Regions from separate parts of the Sus scrofa genome. Here all the other regions are linked to region 4. Evidence: chromatin contacts called from public HiChIP or PLAC-seq data. All regions are on one chromosome and are shown on one strand. Each heading gives the region's core, a stretch centred on a gene start, on an enhancer-like site or on the middle of the called end of the contact. The rest is flanking DNA. Distances are from core to core; before and after follow the strand shown. Region 1 overlaps ARMC2 (armadillo repeat-containing protein 2). Region 2 has its middle 5.4 kb from the start of ARMC2. Region 3 overlaps ARMC2 (armadillo repeat-containing protein 2). Region 4 overlaps FOXO3 (forkhead box O3).

The links. HiChIP or PLAC-seq counts read pairs in DNA pulled down with a chosen protein or histone mark.
Region 1: a contact with region 4 is called in an H3K27ac HiChIP or PLAC-seq map of skeletal muscle, with 2.5 times the contacts expected there. The contact joins two enhancer-like sites. A contact is called at or near these places in 1 of 47 Hi-C or Micro-C datasets (fibroblasts) and 1 of 2 datasets of contacts at active chromatin or transcription factors (skeletal muscle).
Region 2: an H3K27ac HiChIP or PLAC-seq map of skeletal muscle shows a contact between it and region 4. The contact joins two enhancer-like sites. A contact is called at or near these places in 2 of 2 datasets of contacts at active chromatin or transcription factors (alveolar macrophages and skeletal muscle).
Region 3: an H3K27ac HiChIP or PLAC-seq map of skeletal muscle shows a contact between it and region 4. The contact joins two enhancer-like sites. A contact is called at or near these places in 1 of 47 Hi-C or Micro-C datasets (epiblast stem cells) and 1 of 2 datasets of contacts at active chromatin or transcription factors (skeletal muscle).

The regions. Positions count from the first base shown.
Region 1 is chr1:75,068,181-75,073,496 of Sscrofa11.1, reverse strand. All of the region lies in intron 18 of ARMC2 (armadillo repeat-containing protein 2), which reads right to left. It overlaps SESN1 (sestrin-1), which reads left to right. Exons shown (of 10, transcript XM_021090855.1): 2 at 2,716-2,781; 3 at 3,980-4,180; 4 at 4,962-5,144. Among named protein-coding and RNA genes, the nearest start is that of SESN1, 100 kb to the left of the region's middle. Within about 2 kb of position 2,811, at least 20 of the 83 cell types and tissues checked have an H3K27ac peak or open chromatin away from gene starts, as enhancers often do. A contact at or near this core is called in skeletal muscle, where this site is marked.
Region 2 is chr1:74,916,006-74,920,879 of Sscrofa11.1, reverse strand. No RefSeq gene overlaps it. Among named protein-coding and RNA genes, the nearest start is that of ARMC2, 5.4 kb to the left of the region's middle. Within about 2 kb of position 2,454, at least 13 of the 83 cell types and tissues checked have an H3K27ac peak or open chromatin away from gene starts, as enhancers often do. A contact at or near this core is called in skeletal muscle, where this site is marked.
Region 3 is chr1:74,964,452-74,969,130 of Sscrofa11.1, reverse strand. ARMC2 (armadillo repeat-containing protein 2) reads right to left here. Exons shown (of 19, transcript XM_021090841.1): 7 at 1,677-1,730; 8 at 1-55. Among named protein-coding and RNA genes, the nearest start is that of ARMC2, 43 kb to the right of the region's middle. Within about 2 kb of position 3,385, at least 31 of the 83 cell types and tissues checked have an H3K27ac peak or open chromatin away from gene starts, as enhancers often do. A contact at or near this core is called in skeletal muscle, where this site is marked.
Region 4 is chr1:74,655,523-74,660,320 of Sscrofa11.1, reverse strand. All of the region lies in intron 1 of FOXO3 (forkhead box O3), which reads right to left. Among named protein-coding and RNA genes, the nearest start is that of FOXO3, 28 kb to the right of the region's middle. Within about 2 kb of position 2,915, at least 53 of the 83 cell types and tissues checked have an H3K27ac peak or open chromatin away from gene starts, as enhancers often do. A contact at or near this core is called in skeletal muscle, where this site is marked.

The sequences.
Region 1 (5,316 bases), core at 1,562-4,061, 410 kb before region 4:
TTCCAAGGTTAGGGGTCGAATCAGAGCTGCAGCTGTCAGCCAACACCATAACCACAGCAATGCCAGTTCTGAGCCGCATCTGTGACCTACACCACAGCTCACGGCAATGCTGGATCCTTTAACCCACTGAGCAAGCCCAAGGAGACCTGCATCCTCATAGATACTAGTTGGTTTCATTACTGCTGAGCCACAAGGGGAACTCCACACTCCTCATATAGTTCTTGATCATTTTTCCTCACACTTCAGAACACTCCCATTAGAAATGTATAAGTGCAGTGGAAATGAAACTGATTAGTACCCATGAGGATGTGGGTTCAAACCCTGGCCTCACTTACTGGGTTAAGTATCTGTGGCTGTGGTGTAGGCCAGCAGCTGTAGCTCTGATTTGACCCCTAGCCTGGGATCTACCATATGCTGTGGGGCCCTAAAAGGCAAAAAAAAAAAAAAAAAAAGGAAAGAAAAGAAACAAAATGAAATGTATAAGCAATGAATGGCTGTTTCTCTACCTCCTCTCCAACGCAGCCTATCATCAAACTTTTTAAGTTTTACTGAAGTATAGTTAATTTACAAGGGTGATACTTTCTGCTGTACAACAAAGTGATATGTTTAATTTTCCAATATGAAAGTCTTTATGTCATCAATTTATCAATCTGAAATTATTTTATGACTTCTGGGTTTTGTGGCATTCTTGGGCCTAACTCCATGAGTGTTTTTTTTTCTGGTACTATACTGTTGTTTTTTTTTGGGGGGGGGGGTTTCACTTACGTCTGATTTATCGTTTAGTAAAGTATGAGTTAGGACTGCAGTTTCACTTTTTCCTGACTGGCTCTCCAGTTGTATCAAGATCATTGTTTGTTTGTTTGTTTGTTTTAGCTTTTTAGGACCCCATCTGTGGCGTATGGAAATTCCCAGGAGCTGTAGCTGCTGGCCTACACCATGGCTTATGGCAGCGCTGGATCCTTAACCCACTGAGTGAGGCCAGAGCTTGAACCTACATCCTTATGGAAACTAGTTGGACTCATTAGTACTGAGCCATGACCGGAACTCCCAAGATCATTTATTTCATAATCCATTTCTCCCCCATTTGAAGCCACCTTTTATATACTAAAGCCATCAAAATGGTGTCTCTTAGGTATAAAATTAATAAAAGCCCATGAAATAGGTGTTTTGATAAAATGCATTTTAAATAAGATAGTAAAGTAAATGAAAAAAAAATTTTAAAGAAATTACTATTACATAAATAGTAATTTTTAGCCTCAAAGTTTATTTTGTTTGATAGGTATATAGTTGAATCAGAAATTCAGCAGTTAGGCTAGGAGTCATCATTTCATATAAACAGCTGCATTTATGCCAAAATGATGTTTTAAATAGCAGGAATGTGGGCTTTTTCCCTTACATTTGTTATAGGATAGACATATACATGGCCTAACCAGTGAATTTAGTGCCTCCCCTATGGTTATTAGACATTCTTGTCTTAGGTATAAGTGTAGAGTTATCAGAGTAAGAAATCACTGGCCTCTGATATAAGATTATTGGAAGCATATATAAAAATTTAGGCTTAGTTGGCAAATAGAGTGTACTTTGAATATGAATATTGAGTTCTCCTAATTAGGATTCTATTCCATTTTGTCCTGCCTGCTTAATTTTTTAAAATGTATTCTGCTCAAAAGGTTTTCATTTACTTGGACCAGATTTCTTGAATTGCTGCCACATGTCCTTCTCTCCCTCCCTCCCCCCCCCCCGCCCCCATCTTTTTCTTCTTTTAAAAGGAAAGCATCTGGTTATATCACAAAGAACTTTAGGAAGCAGTAGAGAGAGGGTGAAGTAATAGTTGTTTGTAATATATAAGCAAGGATTAATATTTGATTATTAAAGGTCGGGGGGTTGTTTGTTTCGAGACTAAATTGATAGAACATGGACCTGTAAAAAAAAAAATAAGTTGAATTATATTTTGGTTTTGTTTCTATAAGCACACTTACTGAGGGAAAAGATAGAAGCTTTAAGATTAGATTGTCAGTTTTTGTTAACCACACTACACTGTCACATAAAGTATAGAATTCTAGGTTCACTATGTCAAAAGGCAGAAAACCTTATTTTTTAATTAGTTGAGCTCCTCTAAAATATTAGCAAAGTTGATGAGATCCTATAAATTAAAAATTTAAGGAAAACTCAAAATTAATTTCTCATAGAAATTATGTCCTACGTACTTTTGTGGATTTAGAGAAGTTTAATTTTTCATAAAATTTCTGTTCTTTTGAAGTGTTATTATAGATGTAATAATAATTATACTTCTTTCACTTTAAGACATCTAGGTAGAGAATACTGTTTTTTCATTTCCTGACAAGATGAACAGGGATTGATATTTTGGTTGGTTGGGTTTTGGATGTACAAACACATTGGTCTTATTTTGTATCACTGACAATCCACAGAGTTGGCTGCTGTGTGCTGAACTTTCTGTTCTAGACTTTCTGCCAAGTACTTTATGCAAAACTCTGGTTTTAGTGAAACAGGTTTTATTGTTTTTAGTCAGAGTCATAAACTGTTGTCAGCTATGTGATGCAAACAGAGGAATTGGTATGTATATATGGCCCTGAAAACAAACCACCGAAACAAGCCTGTCTCTGTTCAACTGGCTGTTTTTCCCTTCCATTCCTGTAGCCTCAATTCATGTTGTTTACTGCTGGAGGCCTGAGATGGTGTAATTTTCTTTTCTAGGAACTTGGAATTAGAATTCCTCGACCACTAGGACACGGACCAAGTAGATTCATCCCAGAAAAGGAGGTATGTTGTTTGTAAAAGTACATAGTGAACTGTATGCTTTTAAGGAAGAGCTTTCATGACCCACTTCTTGGCATCTGAACAGCTGCTGGTCAACAATATGCAACAGAGCTGATCACAGTTAATCATCATGCTTTGGCAGTGAATCAGTGAGATTAGAAAGCTGTTATAGTCATGTTGATTTCTACTATTTTGTGATGCTTTTCTAACACCCAGATTTAATCGAGGAAAGGCAAGACTTGTTTTTGACCAGTGATGTGCCACCTGCTTATATTCAGATGTTGTTGAGGTGTGCCCATAAGCTGAGTTACTTGGTCTTGGCAAACTTGGTATCAGTGCTAGATTGGATCTTTAATACTAAATATGTAATGCTCCTATGCTTTGTTTTCACAAGAATTGTTTGCTGTTAGTTAATTTTGGTTCTCCTTAAATTAAGGGAGAGTAGGTGTTGTTTAAAGGAGAGGCATTAGTGTCTGTTTGCAGGCTCTGCAAGTTTGATCATCTAAATCTTGCTTCTTTATCTGGATTCTGGCCAAGCCTGCAAACAGCTTATCTAGATGACCTTTAATGTTTGACATTTGTTGTTTCTCCCCTACTACAAGATATGCGACTGTTTATTCTTCTGTCTTGCTACTAGTTGAGTTAAATTTGTAGAATTATAATCTTCCTTTTTTTCCCCTTTCCTGACCATACCTAGAGTTCATGGAAGTTCCTGGGCAGGGATTGAACCCAGGCCACAGCAGCAATCTGAGCTGCTGCAGTGATGCCAGATCCATAACCCACTAAGCCATAAGAGAACCCCTAACTTCTTTTTCTTAAGCTCATTTTATTTTTTTATGGCCACACCCATATAATATGGAAGATCCCTGGCCAGGGAATTGAATCTGAGCTGTATCTGAGAACTGCCTTGCAGTTGCAGCAACTCCAGATCCTTTAACCTACTGAACTGGGCTGGGTGTCCAACCCACACCTCCACAGAGACCTGAGCAGCTGCAGTCAGAGTCTTATCCCACTGTGCCAAAGTGGAAACTCCTCTTAAGCCAATTTTAATCTGCTTCTACAGTCCTCTGCTCTACCAGCTGAGTTATCAAAGAGCGCTAATCTGCCTCTAAATGACACTTAGAATGCAGTGCATGCATACTTTCTTTCTTCTAACACCAATTTACAATCTCTGTAACCATGGCTTTCCTCTCTTATACAGATTCTCCAAGTGGGGAGTGAAGACGCACAGATGCATACTTTATTTGCAGATTCTTTTGCTGCTTTGGGTCGTCTGGATAATATTACCTTAGTGATGGTTTTTCACCCACAATATTTAGAAAGTTTTTTAAAAACTCAACACTATCTACTGCAAATGGATGGCCCATTACCCCTGCATTATCGGCACTACATTGGAATAATGGTTTGTAAACATTCAGTGAAAATTTATTTCTGCCTGCTTTATTAATCTTTTAAAGAGATGGTTAATACTTAAAACAAAGGAATAAACACTTATATGCTAACTTCTAATTGGATTCCTGTTAGGTAGTATCTGTTTTTCCTCTTTCTAAATAAGTATGCTCTCACGTATAACAGAAAAGGAAATATATATTTATACTCCCTTGAGAACTCTTTTCTATTAAATAAGAGAAAAAGTAGATACTCATGTCGCAACAGAAGAAAGGGTGGGGAAAAAAACTGTAACTGCAATGTATACATCTAAGGATGACCTGACCCCCTTGCTGTACAGTGGGAAAATAATAATAAAAAAAAAAAAAATCATAGGCTTTGGAAAAAAAAAAAAAAAAAAGAAAAAGTAGAATACAAGATTATTTCACTATTATAAATAGTTGACTGACATAAGTAGAGGTATTTATGTTCAGTTTATAGGTAATATTCCATTGTTTTATGGTTGGCATCTTAATTGAAGTTTTCTTAATCCAAGGTTCTGACAGTAGGTATATAATAAAATTTTCTAAAGTTCAAATAGATATTTTGTTCTTGAGATATTTCTAAGATGCTTTCTATGGTGTATGTGAATTTTTACATGTTTTGTATGAAAACTTCATCTCTCTAGCATATGAAAAACTTGAAACCATACTAATCAAAAACTTAATTAGCTGTTTTACTTATTATAAAGAAAAAAGATTTGTAGTTGTTCAAGATTTTAATATTTATAGAGTAATTTTGTTTGTTTTTTTAAGGCTGCAGCAAGACATCAGTGCTCCTACTTAGTGAATCTCCATGTAAATGATTTCCTTCATGTTGGTGGTGACCCCAAGTGGCTTAATGGTTTAGAGAATGCTCCTCAAAAACTACAGAATTTAGGAGAACTTAACAAAGTGTTAGCCCATAGGCCTTGGCTTATTACCAAAGAACACATTGAGGTAAGTAGAGACTATATCTAGGGTGTCTTTTTTTTTTTTTTTTTTTAAATTAAGACTGTTTCAACAGCAGTTTTAGTTTTACAGAAAAATGGCACAGAAAGTAGAGTTCCCATATTCTACCCACTACCCCACCCCACAGTTTCTCCTATTTAACTTCTAGCCTTGGTATATA
Region 2 (4,874 bases), core at 1,205-3,704, 260 kb before region 4:
CACCCTGGGACTTCCCAGGGTTTTCACAGACCCTGGGAAGCCCCTCTCACTGAGTTTGAGATGAGGGAGGTAGCACTTCCACATTCCTCTCCAAAGAAATTTTCTCATACATCCTCCCCCTCCACACTCTGACTCCTGATTTTCAGCCTCAGGCTGCACCTTTTAGGTCCAGGGAGTTTGTATGTTTCTTTGTAACTTCCCTTATGCAGACTGTGCCACACCTTCATTTTGGAGCTGACGATTCTACAATTACCATCTCCGTTGAAGCTTCACTTTAAAAACTTGCTGGATTAACTGTGGTCTTTGCACTCTAGGAGCTTGGGCTAAAATAGACCTCGTAAGCACAGTACTGGAACATGGAGCTAGCCGGCTCAGTCAGCCAGGAAATGTCTGCCAGGCAAGTCAGAACAATTGAAAAGAATGACAGGGGCAGAATTATAGGAAGCAATTATTGAAAAGCAATAAAGCTGCCCAGCTTACCTCACTGAAGGACACTATGTGGGAAAATACTGAGGATGTCATTGCAATGGCCTATTATACCGACCCGGCTGTTCCTCCATGGTTACCTGATGGTAATTTAACAGAATTTGACATAGTTAAATTTATAAGTGGAATTATTTTAGAGACAAAATTGTTGACATTTTTTATACCTTAGAAGATTAAAGAGGAAAAAATACTGTTTGTATCTGACATTTATGAAGCACTTTATAGTTTCCAAACTGCTTTCATTTAGAGCATTTCATTTTCATTGTTTTATTTGAGGTTTACATTTAAGCTTGAGAGGTAGCTGGTTTGGGGATTATCTCACTTTGAGAGTGGACAAAACTGAGATTCAGAGAGGGTCAGCAATCTGCCCATAGTCACACAACAAGTAAAGTGATCTGAGACCTGGTGTTTTTGATGTCCAGGTCCCGTGTGCCATTCACCATTGTACATGCACAAATGTAATTTTTCAGGCTGAGGCCTCTTATTCACAGCACTGAATAAGATATACTCTTAAGATATACTCTTAATTTTCTCCCCTCACTTACTCAAAGTATATCCTGTACAGATATACAGGGAGCAAGAGGAAGTTAAGCTTCTTCACGTTCACCTGAAAAACGTCGGTTGGGTTTTTGGGTTTTTAGTTAAGGTGAGAATTATATAGGTGGGAGCATGGTAGTTATATAATTTTACATACCATCTAAGACGCAAAAGTACAACAGAATGATGAACTAATAGCTACTTTTAACCACAAACAACCAGTAGGTTTTATAGTTTATATTAGTTTACATCGCACTTCATATTTAATATCTATAGCTTATCTTTATTTATACATTAGATATATTTTGGAAGAGCTACAAGTTAGATAAATACCTCTTTAATCCTCACAATTCCCTCAATGACTTTTATGACCATAACAGGGACGTGACTCACAGAGGAAAAAAAAAAAAAATGCTTCAGGCATGGAATGAAAATCACCAATTTAGAATTTTAATATTCACTTCAAGACACTTTCTGCTTTTGTCAGTATAGAATCTTAGTGCTTTAATTATATTTATCACATAATCCCTGTGAGGAGCTCATCAAATTGATAGCCTCTGTAGTCTTTGCATACAAATTTAAGGGTACAAATACATTAGAATGCAACTTGGTGAAAATTTACAATGCAATAAAAATTAACTAATTTCATGGAACTGGATAGACACAAGACTCTGGAACAGTCCTAAAATGTATTCCCTAAAAAAAAAAAATTGCATGACAAGTCTCTCTTTAATGGAGCTCAGCTGTTACCTGTGCACCCTCGGTGTTGCTTTGCTTTAAATGCTTGTCTTACCACAGCAACGACACCTCCCCGGCCATGTTCTTCTGCAGGAGGAATCAAGTGTTGCTGACAGTGCTAACAAGGAGGCTCCATTTAATTACCAGTTGATTACAAAGAGGATTTACTACCTAGTATTTCATTGGACGGGAGAGGGTTGTCGTTTTCAAGGACTGTGTCAGGAGTCTTAACTAGGAATTGCTTCATCTTAAACAACTGTGGAGGTACCTCTGATTCTGGCAGTGAAAAGCTGGAAGAAGGACCTCGGTTCTTGTCTTCTTTGAAAAAAGAATTCAGCAAAGAGACCAAGATTGTGAAAGAGATAAAAGTACTTATTAGAGGCAGAGTACGTGTGGAAGAAGTGAAGTGCCTGTGGAAGAGCACCCGGTCAAGCTAGGAGTGAGTTGCAGGCAACAGGGATAACTAAGGGTTGCTCAGATGGGGCAGTTTTTCTCAGTTATCTCCATATTTGGTCCTGGCGTGGGCACCCAGCACCCAGCCAAGATGGATTCCAGCTGGCGTCATCTCCCGCTCTTTGTCTTTCCCTTCGACTGAGAGCCTTCTCTGCGCATGCGTCAGGCTGGGACCTCCGCAAAAATGCACCCAATCAGGGACCAGGGCTCCGGGTGATGCCGCATCTTGAAGGGTCAGCCGGAGACCAGCTGCCGCTGCTCAGCCTGGGGCAACGAGTTGCAGCTGTGCAGCCCGGGGCCTGTCCATCTCCTACCGCATCTCCTGTAGAAGAGACCCTCAGAAAGTCCCTATTCGTCAGCCTCATCTGTCAGGCATTGCTAAGTGAGAGTCCCAATATCATTTGGAAGCTTTCTGCTGGGAATAACAGGATACCCCATCAAAAATAGCTTAAATAGCAAGGGCATTTATTATTTATTATCTATTAACAATATATCTCGAAGCGGGCTCTTTCAAAGGTTGGTCCTGCCGCTCAGGGATGGCATTGAGGAGTGGCATTCATGCCGCCCCCACGGTCATAAGATGTTGGTGGCAGCATGAAGCTGTGCGTTCTCACAGGTTGGGGGTCTCAGAGCAGGGAGGAGAGAAAGGCAGAGCCCCCTCTGTACACTCTTTACAGGGAGAAGGAAAAACCTCCTAGAAGTGTCTCGGCTGTGTTCGCCTTACATCTCCTTGGCCGGAACTGTGTCACATGTCCACCCAGCAGTCGCTGGCAGAGATGAAGTGGATTACTATTTTTATGACTGATTTAGACCAATCAGGTTTCACTCCCCAGGGTTTGCGGGAGGAGCTCATCTTCTCTGAGTACTTTGCTGCCACAGCCTGAACCAAACAGGAGTCTGTTCAGCTGGAAGAAGGGCCAACGGCTGGCTGTTAGGGAGATGCTGACAACGTGTGCCATGATGTCTGGGTGAACTAATGAAGAGTGTCTCCTGAGAAGCAAGAGGTTTTGAGTGTTGGTCATCCTGACTGGAATGAGAGAACCAAAGGCAAATGCCTGGGCAGGATGCTCTGGTGCTAAGTCCTGAAGTGAGGTCTCACTGCTGCCTGATCGCGAGGGCCATTAGAGTCACCCAGAGACTAGTTCTTGTTGTGGCTCAGCAGTAATGAACCCAGATGGTGTCCATGAGGACAGGGGGTCAATCCCTGGCTCCGTCAGTTAAGGATCTGGTGTTGCCATGAGCTGTGGTATAGGTCACAGATTCAGCTCAGATCTGGTGTTGCTGTGGCTCTGGTGCAGGCCAGCAGCTACAGCTCGGATTCAACCCCTAGCTTGGGAACTTCCATATGCCATGGGTGCAGCCCTAAAAAGACAGAAAAGAAGAGAGAGAGAGAGACAGACAGAGAGAGAGAGAGAGAGAAGAAAGAAAGAAAGGAAAGAAAGAATCACCCAGAAAGCTTTAAAAAGCATCTCTCTCCAGCACCCACCCCAATGCTGGTCTAGTTGCTGGAGGAGGGGAGCACAGGGGAAAGGGTTCGGCATTTTTCAGAGCTGTAACAGGCAAAAGCCAGCATGGAGAACCCCAGCCCAAATCCAGGTCAGAGCTCCCCTGTCTGAGGGCCTCAGCTAGGATCCAGCAGGAAGAAGAGATGTCACCAGAGTCCTGGGCTTCAGAGCAGAAGGAAAAGAGGACTCTGATGATGCATGACCCAGAGACAGGTCTCAGAGACTCAGGGTGCTATCTTTGATGCCCCCCTCCTGTTACCATGCCATTTGGGTCCCTTTTTATATCTGCTCTCCCCCTGGCCCCTCTGACCCCACTCCATTCTCCTCCTGCCCCCAGTCTATCCAACACACAACAACCAAGGTGACTGTCACAGACCACAGTCCAAGATGTGCCTACCTCTGCTCACAAGGTGTCAATGTCATGCCCACTGACTACCACATTACAGCCCAGATCCTCCTGGTTCTGTACTGCAGCCTCTGCTTCTAGCTTATTATAATAACTAGGATTTATTTGGGGGTTATAACAGGTCCAGCACTAAGTGCTTTGATGACTTTTCATCAGCAAGCCCTTCAATCTGAAAGTATTACAGTTACCCTCATTTTACACGCCAGGATACTGAGGTTTCGTTTCTTCACTTGCCCGGGTCACACAGGCAGTAAAAATGGAGGATCTAGGGTTCGAGCCCCACTGGTGTGCGTCTGGAGGCCACGTTCCTACATACACCATGTATTCAGCCAAATAGGACTGCCCCCATTCCCTGGACACTCCTTACATCTCCCTGACTCCTTGCCTTGGCTTTGCATGGCTCCTTGCCCTTAGAAAGCCAAGGAACTTGGCAAAGATGTTAGTATAGCACTGGGTGCTCCTCTGGCAGGACTGCAAGGTGGACCTACCTCAGGGTTGTCTGAAGGAGGGGGAAAGAAGATGAAATGTGTCTGCCCATTCCCTCCTGCCTTCTCTTTTCCCCTGGTCAAGTTCATGGTGGATCTTGTCAGGACCCTTTTGTGGCTTTCTGTACAAGGACCTATGGTCCAGGAGGAAGAGCAGAAATAGCATGTGGGGGATGACAGGGACTGGGGATGGTCCAGAGGTTGAAGTCTGAAGGGATGGCTACAGGCCCAGGCCGAATGGGGAGGTAAAAGAAGGGGAGGCTG
Region 3 (4,679 bases), core at 2,136-4,635, 310 kb before region 4:
CAAAAAGCATCTACTTCTACTTCTGTATCCTTTTCTTGCAACTCGGCTTGTGAGGCTGTAAAAGAGACCCAGAACAGGAGAAAGAGCTGTGAAAAAGGAGTTGTAACTGGACCACCCCCACGAGTCTTTGTTTTCCGTCCCTGAAATTAATAAATCCTAGAATTCCATTATAATTGGCACTCCCGCCCCCCAGCAAGCCCAACTAATTTAAATTAGAACTACATATCTTCTGATCAAATCAACACAAATTAAGCTCAGATAATGTAAAGAAATCACAACTTTAAACTCTGATTGGGACACTGCATAAAGTCTTAAGCTTTGTAAATGTTGAAATCACTGTCAGGGAGGCAAACAGTTTGGAGTTTGGGGGTTTTTGTTTTTTACTTAAATGTATCTCTCTGTAATGTAAGATAAACAGAAAACTATAGTTATGGCAAGTATGGATTTTGAAAATGTTCAGTGAAAATTTTTCTGAGAAGCAGGCCTGCAGGGACTTTCTTTCCTATAGAAAATAATGTCCACGTTATTGCGGGGTCTGTGCCGTTCGCGCCAGCGGTTCTGTGAAGAGCAATGGGAAGAGCCTGAGCTCTGGGCGCTGACAGATCTCAATTCAAATCCCAACTCCATACTGACGCACTGGGTGACGGGGGTCTGGTTTCTTATCCTTTCTGAGCCTCATCAGCAAGACAGAGATTAAAACATTTGCCTTCAGGGTTATGAGAATTCAAAGACATGTCACAGGCAAAGCTCGGGGCCCAGTGCCTAGCATCTAGTAACAATCAGTATGGATTTCACCTCCCTGATTAAAAAGCCCACAAACAGGTCTGCACTGTCTGAAGAGTATCGGGCTGCATAGAACCATCAGGAGGAGATGCCCAAGAACACAGGCGGTAAGAGACCAAAAGCTCCCACAGCCTGGGTACTCCAGATCCAGAGCCCTCTCTAATTTTGTCACAACACTCTGAGGAGGTTTCCACATTGTCACTATTTTCCATATGAAGAAAGTGGGCTCAGGGGTGTTAAGTTACCTGCCCAAGGTCACAGAGTGCCCAAGGTCACAGAGCGCACTTGACCTCTCGAGGGTTATTGTGCCCTGCAACAAAATGGCAAGCTAAAAGGTAACTTTGGGGAGAACTGTCAATCATATTAGAAACTCCAGATCATGATTATATTCCATGCAGGCAAGATCTCAAGATGGAAAATGCTGACAGTCTAGCTGGAGGGGGCACTGCTGTGCTGGGTGCTCAGAAGCAGGGCTGGAGACAAAATCCTCAGCCTTCCTTCTCAGAAGGCACCCCCCCTAGAGCCTTCACCTGGCACCCAGTCAATACGGACTCAAGGAGTCCTGGTAGCAATTGCCTGGTACCCTCAGTGGGTGCCTGGACCCTAAAAATGTCCCATGGAGAGTTACAAATCATATCAGCAATCTGAAGTTTCTGCGGAAAAAGAGGGTATAGTGAAAGGGTGCAGGCTGTATATATTTAGATTGTTTTAAGAAAAGGTAAGACAAGTAGACTAGGGAGGTGTGGTAAGAGCACTGGTTCTAGAGTCGCTGGCTGGGCTGGAGTCCTAGCTCTGCCACCGAGTGGCTGCCTTTGGGCAAGTTGCTTCACTTCTTGCCTGTAAAATGGGGATAACAATGAGAACCTTCAAGTATTGCAATTATGGGTTATTACCTTCTCTTGTGTGCTCCTGTATTTTCCAAATCCTCTCATGTACTTGTATTACTCCTGAAGAGAAAAAAACACACAGCACATACTAAATCACCCAAGCACATGGCAATGGATCACCCAGAGCAGCAGGACAGTCATCCCACCCAGGGCACAGGCCATCCCCGATGCACTCCATGCTGGAAATGGCCACCCCGATGCAATGGGTCTAGGCCTGCCTTTCCTCAAACCTTCCTGATACCACCAGGGGTTGATGCACACAGGGCAGGAAGAGCCCATGGACAGCAAAAGCAGAGAGAAAGGATGTCAACAAAGCCGGAATTAAACATCGTAGGTGCTGTCGACAGGGTTCATAGCAAGGTCGCACAGAATTTGTCTAATCCATGAGCAAGAAGTCACTATGACAGAGAGTTGAATTGTCTCTAGGACAAAGTCAGTCTGTACCAGTTCACTATCCCTTAGCCAAAGCCTTTGGGAATAGATGTGGCTGGGGATTCAGAAAAACCTGAATTTTAGTCAGGCAAGCTGGTGTCCACATTGCATGTTCCATGCTACCGCCAGCAGCGTCTTCTGGGACAGCGTCCTGCAGCAAAGTGTGTGGCTAGTCGTGCTAATGCAATAAAGGCTGTAATTGGCCTCCCAGCAGTACAGGTCAGGCATCGCCATTCAGTGAGTTTGAACATTATTTCAGCTTTCAGAGCTCTGGGGCTTGCAGAACCACTGATAGAGGACTGGAGACCACCACCTCCATCTCTTTGGATCATTACTTTTATGAGCCTGCCCTAATGTTGCTAAGTTACAGGTATGGATTCTAAAGGTGAGCATGACTAGTCAAGCAGTATAAAAAAACAGAGCTGCTGTATTTCCAGGTGTGGGGCATATTCAAATTCCAGAATATGGTGAGTAAAATCGACTTACATAAAGGCCAGGGGAAAGCCAGGAGATCATAAGTCAGATGAATATTTTAATCGACACATATTTATGACACACTTAAATATGTGAGAAATATGGACTTCAAGTCCAATTGGTCCAAATCAGCAGTTTTAACCTCTATGTAACAGGCTCTTTAGTAGGCGCGCTCTATGAGAAAACATGCTTATCAAACCATTTCTCAGGACAAACGCAATGGCTATCATGTGCACCTCAGGAAGAGCTGGATTACAGGGGTGAGCCAGAAATCACAGAGCAGTTTATTTAACCTTTGGAAAGGAAAGGCTCTCGCAGGCCCTCCTGCATGTTTCTAAGACTTGTTTCTTCTCGGAACAGAAGTCAGCCAGACCCTGTGGTGCAAGAGTTTGCTTTCAACCCTCTCCCAGGAACCGCTGTGCGAGCAGTGGTGGCCGGCTCCAGCCTTTCCCCTCACGCACCTCCTTCAACGCTGCTCGCCACAAAAAAATCCCATCTTCGACAAGAACCCGGCTTCTGCCCTAGAAACTGCAGCCCAGGGTCACATGGTTACTTTTTAAGATCCGCAGAAGATAAATAAATAAAGTTTGTCTCAGTCTTGGGCAACAACCTGATATTTTAGAAAGCACTTTCATCTAGGTTCACAGGTTGCTAAATATAAAAATTATGATTCAACAGGAAATTGGGTAAGTCGAGCAGAAATTTCAGCATGTTTTTGAAGATTTTTTTGCTGTCTCAGTGGTTATAGTTCTTAACCGCAGCTTTGAGTTCTGGACACAAAAACTTGACACAATCTTCATTGGCTGCTGTTTTTAGCTTAGACATGTAAAAGGCTTAGCAACAATGCTGACGTGGAAATCAGTCTGTCTAAGATTTTCCTGAGTGCTACAGAAATTCCCACTGGGCACAAAAGTTGTTGTATTGATAAGAAATTAGTCTTGAAGAGAAGAAAATATTTTTTGAACCAAATATTTGTTTGGTTTTGTAAAATTTCATGCACCTCAAAAAGGAATATAATGTATAAGGAATATAACCAAACACCTGTGTTACCCACAGTTTTGTCAAATATTAACTGTATTTTCATTTTTCTCCTTGTTTCAAAGAAATAAACATTATACTTATTACTAATACCCTCTGTGTACCTCCCCCATTCAGCCCCCTCCCCAAGGGTTACCAACACTCAAATTGAACGGTTATTTTTTTTAATCATGCTTGACTTTACATGTTTACCACATAGATCTGAATCCAGAAACAATACACACCATTGTTTTGGGGACTTAATTTTTTCACATAATGTTATATCTGTACTCATTTCATTCAATATTATAAGTGCACTCTAGTTCGTTTTTCTAACTGCTATATTTCATTGCATGAATACATCCCAAGCCCTCCTAGCCTGTAATTTATATTGTTATATAGCAAACAGTTTAAAGCCACAAAGGGCTGACTTCATATAATTAAAACAGTTTCAACTAATTGAGCAATGATTTTGACTCAAGTTTTGAACTTAAGAACTATGTGGAGGCCAGATTTTGCAATCTTTCAAATGCCTTTACACAATAATTTCTGTGCAGGCATTAAGATTGTAATCTCTATATGTTTGAGCCACTAAAGCCGGGTAATGGTAAGAGCGCTAAGGCTGTTGTGAAAATAATGAAAAATTACAAAAAATAAATGCTGATATGTGACCGAGTTGGACAAAGCTCCTGGCACTTTCAAAGAGTGAGCCAACATCAGATCCTTTAGTGCTATGAACTGGAGTTTGGCACTTGGCATCTGCCTCTACATGGATTGAATCATGAGCTGCTGCAGCTGCATGACCCTCAACACCCCTGAAAGGAGCTCAGGATGGAGATCAGGAGTAGGACGCTCTGTGCTCTGGGAAAACTGGCAGAACAGGTCTTCCGGTAGATATTTTCAGGAGAAGCTTTTATGAGTCCAATTCTTGCATCTCCTCCTATCTAGAAAAGCACTAAAATCCTTCACGGTGACATCTGCTCCTTGTGACCAGCAGTGACCTATAAAATGTGTGCTTGGCTGCATGTACCTCCCCCTTCACCAAAAGCATATATATACTGACATTTCCCCCCACCTCTTTGGAGT
Region 4 (4,798 bases), core at 1,666-4,165:
AGAATGTTTTCATTTCCCCAGAAAGTTCCCTCATGCCCTTTTGGCAGCCTATCTCTAAGGCCCACAGCCCCTGTAAACACGGATTTGCTCTGTTACCATGGGCTAGTTTTGCCTTTCATAGAACTTCAGATAAATGAAATCAAACGGCATGTACCTTCTGTGTGTTTGAGAGCCATCCGTGTATCTGTGGCTGTTTCTCTTTATTGCTGCACAGCATTTCCTTTGCATCATTTATTTACTACAACTTTCCAAACTTTTTTTTTGGTCTTTCTAGGGTCGCACCTGCAGCATATGGAAGTTCCCAGCCTAGGGGTTGAATCAGAGCTGCAGCTGCCGGCCTACACCACAGCTCACAGCAACGCCAAATCCCTGACCTACTGAGTGAGGTCAGGGATAGACCCTATGTCCTCACGGATACTAGCCGGGTTCATTACCACTGAGTCACAACGGAAACTCCCCAAGCTTTTTTTTTTTTTTAAATAAAAAGGCAGCAGTGGTTAACTTTAAAGCAGGTACATAAAGCTTTTTAAGAATATCATTATGTCTTTCAAAGTCACTGGAACCTGTAAGTTACTGCATGAAGTGGAGATCTCAAAAACCTTTGACTTTAGGAATACAAAGTTTTGTTTCACCTCCCTAAACAATACCTTGTTCAATCAGATGGAAAGAAAAAAGATATCCTGAGATTTCTGTTTACTGGCAGCTCCAGATGTTATTTCAAGCTGCTAAAGAACCACGAGGAAACTATATCCAAGTAAAGTTTCATGTGCTGCTTCCTAAAGGCCTGACCCAGAAGTGAACTTCAGGGCTAGATTTAATTTGGCTCTCATCCTTCTGTTTTTGCCTGATTAGTCAGATTTTGAGGTTTCATGCTGACTCCTGAGTTACTTTACCACCAAAAGGTTGGGACAGGATTGCCCCAAGAAGTCCTGTTTAGAAAAGAAAATACAACATACCACCTAAATTGGGTTCAACCTAATGGCTCCAACAGCGAAGACTCCTACTCTTTCCAAGGAAATAGTTTGGGAAATACTGTTGTAACAGTATTAAAGAACATCCCTTGGAGTTCCGCTGTGGCACAGTGGATTAACGATCCAGCTTGTCGCTGTGGAGGTGCTGGTTCAATCCCCAGCCCAGCCGCAGTGGGTTAATGATCTGGCGTGGCCACAGCAGTGGCAAAAATCAAAACTGTGGAGTAGGTTGCAGCACAGCTGGAATTCCATCCCTGGCCTGGGAACTTCCATCTGCCATCAGGGCAGGCAGAGAAAGAAAAAAAAAAAAATCCTTCATACTAACCCTTACCCTAACCCATGTGGTATTCAGCCTCAGGTAGGTGGTAGGCAATCCTGAATGTAAATGGATACCCTCAGTCCCCATTACAGGGTACAGAAAACAAAAAGAGAGGCCCTAAAAGAGCTCCCAGTGAGTCCCAGAGACACTTGGGCTGTGAATGAGAAACTCTAATGCCCTGGGGCAAAAGGAAATCTCTGTGCCCTCAGCCCCCATTCCCTACCCAGGTCCCAAACAGGTCTTTAAAATAGTCACAAAGGCAGGCAGGAGCTTCTTCTAAAGGAGAAGCCCAAAGTAAGAATGCAGCTTCCAGACCACCCTGCCTACCCCTAGGTGAGTGCTCTGAGCCCACCACCAACTTCTGGGCCTTAGTTTCTTCTACTGAATGAGGAGGCTACCCTAGAAGGAACTCTAATATTCTCTCCAGTCTCATAAAAGAGCAATAATGCCAAGACTAAAAAGAGAAAAGCTGCACATTTTTGGAACCATAAGAGATTTTGTAAACATGGCATCCAAAATTCTGACAGAAAAATCAACCTCAATTCTCCATTCATAATCCTTGGCCATTACAGTCTGTAAATAAGTATTTTTATTTTGTCTATCCACTGCCCCTTTCCTTTCCTCTAATTAAAGTATTACTCCTAAAAAAAAAAAAAAAAAAATAGGAGTTCCCATTGTGGCTCAGTGGTAACAATTCTGACCACTGAGGCATCCAAGAGGATGCAGGTTCGATCCCTGGCCTCACTCAGTGGGTCAGAGAGAGATCCGCTGTGGCTGTGGCTGTGGTGTAGGCTGGCAGCTGCAGCTCCAATTTGACCTGTAGCCTGGGAACTTCCATAGGCCGCAGGTGCAGCCCTAAAAAGCAAAAAAAAAAGGGGGGGATGGGGATTTAAATTAAATCCTGTTAATGAGTTACAGTCTTGACATTTAACTTTACATATCCATGTGCCTGTTTTTGTCTAAATACTAATGATTAAGGGTTTTTATTATGACATACTATGTACAGAAGATGGTCTCCTTTGATTAAGAATAAATCTCTAGAGGATGAAAATTTACCTTAGGAATAAAAATACATCACTTGATTTTGCAACAGTTTCATCCTAGGCAACATGCTTTTGTGTTTTGATTATTCGTGAAATTGCAAAGGATCACTTAAGCTTGACTAACGTTCAGTACAAAACAGTTGTTTTATATACTTGCAATTTGAAGGCTGTGTTTTAGAATCCACATTCACAACACAGTATAATCCAAAAGCCCCTTAACTTTCCTATAAGCATCTAAAGAAAGCACTGCTTTCCCAAATATCAGTCTCAGGACCCCGTGCTGCAGAGCCAGCCACCCTGCTGCAGCAAGATCGATTGGGCCTGACTCCTCCTCCTGCTCTGAAAGTTAACAGCCCTTAGAGCTGAGGGTCCCACGGGGCTAGACTGCTGTGGAGGGGGCCTGCGGGTCTGCTCTGGAATGGGGAAGCGGGTGTGTGGCCGGGAATAAAGCCTGCACTCGAAGAACAAAAGCCTGCCTCACGGATGGAGCGCTTTCCAAGACAGTCAGGAACAGCAGGGCCGAATGCTGGCAGGAGCTCGTGTAGGCGCGCGGCCCTTCTCGGTACTCGATGTCCCAAGCACCAGAGAGGAAGTAAACAAGGACCCGGCTTGGACAGGCGTCTGTGCAGCCCAGGGCAGCCAAGGCCCGGCCGGTCAAGACTCCTGACTCCCAGGCAGGGCACTGACGTCACACAGCTCCAGAATGTGGGTTGCCTGTGACCAGGAAAATTACACAGGCCAGTTTAAATGCAGCCTATATTCCTCGCCACCACCTAGATTTTCTTTTTTCAAAAACAGTAATCTTCTGGAGAAGTTCAGCAAAGCTGGGGCATGGCCAAGAGCTACACGTGGAATGGCCACAGAAATCCTATGCAGGTCCCATGCGTGATGCCACCCCCTTCTCCACCAAACGCATCTGCACCAAACTACCCCAGCCCCACCGGACCAAAGCCAGAGTTGGCTATTTTGCCTCAGCAAAGATCCTCGGGGATGTCCATTTTAAACTGCTCCTCTGCAGAACCTAAATTTACCCAATAAATGTTAAAGAACTAAGATACTGTCATGACTTTCCATCAAAAACTGTCAGCATTCCTTCAAGCTTTTCCATCTTCCAGTCACACTAGAGCAAACCACCTTTCTTGCCCTCCCCGAGTTGCCGAAAATAATCCCAGCAGAGCAGAAAGCATCCTGCGGAGGCTTTGCGTGCAAGGGCAAGGTGCCTTCGAGGGGAGCTGGTTTCTGTTTCTCCAGCCCAGACCAGCAGGATGCTGCATCTTCACTCACCACAAAGACAGTCTCAGTTTCTTCTTAGACTCTGCCTTTGGGGTGGAGGAAAGGGGGAGCCTGGGGGCAGGGCTATAAAGTAGCAGCAGTGCTGACCAGACGGAGGAAGGGAGAGCTGGGTCTGGATCTCTGCCCGCACATCTCATCTCATCCTGTATAACAAACGCATTCCTATAAAGTCGACGCCAACCGCGTTTCTGAAATGCGATTTTTAAAGAATGTAACACCTCATTAATTAAGTAAATTGTACAACAACCTCGGTTATGTCTTTTTTTATAAATCTTAAGTTTTCATTTAGTTCAGCTTTAAAAAATGCTATGCTATCCAGTCCATGCCAATGAATCAACACACTCACAACTGCAGAGATAAACGAACGGAATTTTTAAAAATAGACTGTTCAAAAAAGCAATTTACTTAAACAATTCACACCTATCACCTCTATCTTTGTTGAACTTATCAACTTAAAACTGATGAAATAAAACACATTCTTAAATGAGGTCACCAGCAATACAAATGGTTAGCAGATTGTCACGAGAACCTAAGAGCTTTTAACTCTGTTAAAGTGGCCTTAAAAAGTATCTTCACTCTTAAATGACCCTTACATTTAGGAGGCAGGGCCCTTTGGCCTTCTTGCAAATAGGGGGGTCACAAGACAGACCAGTGAAAAGTCAGAGCAGGAAGGAGGGGGAAGCCCTTCTCCAGCGTGTGTCCAAGTTAATGTCACTAGTTTGGAAACACTGGCCTGAGTCATCTCGAAGTGCAGGAATCCTTAAGTTTTCTATAAAAATATTTGTGCATCCTATGACTGACTTAATGCAACACAAGTGGGCAAAAAAGAAAGTCCCAGGTTCCAGACCGAATGTACCACCAGGCAAGTCAACTAAGTACAGATAACCTCAGAGAGAAATTAAACATTTCGTCAAGGATTTCTGATGACAATGCAAAAGTAGGAGAGTACATTGTACTTTAAACAATGCCTTGTCTGTTTGCAGGAACATGGACTGGCCTAAAATGGAGGGGAGAAGAAAACAGGGATAGGACCGAGCCCCAGTTTTCCCTTCAAAGGCAAACTGGGACGTGTGTGGGGTGAAGGGGGTGTGGGGGTGTGTATACCCATGTGTACATTTTCCTAGGAATCAGCATAATGCGTACCACTGGTGGGCACACAAAGGTCCCAGTGC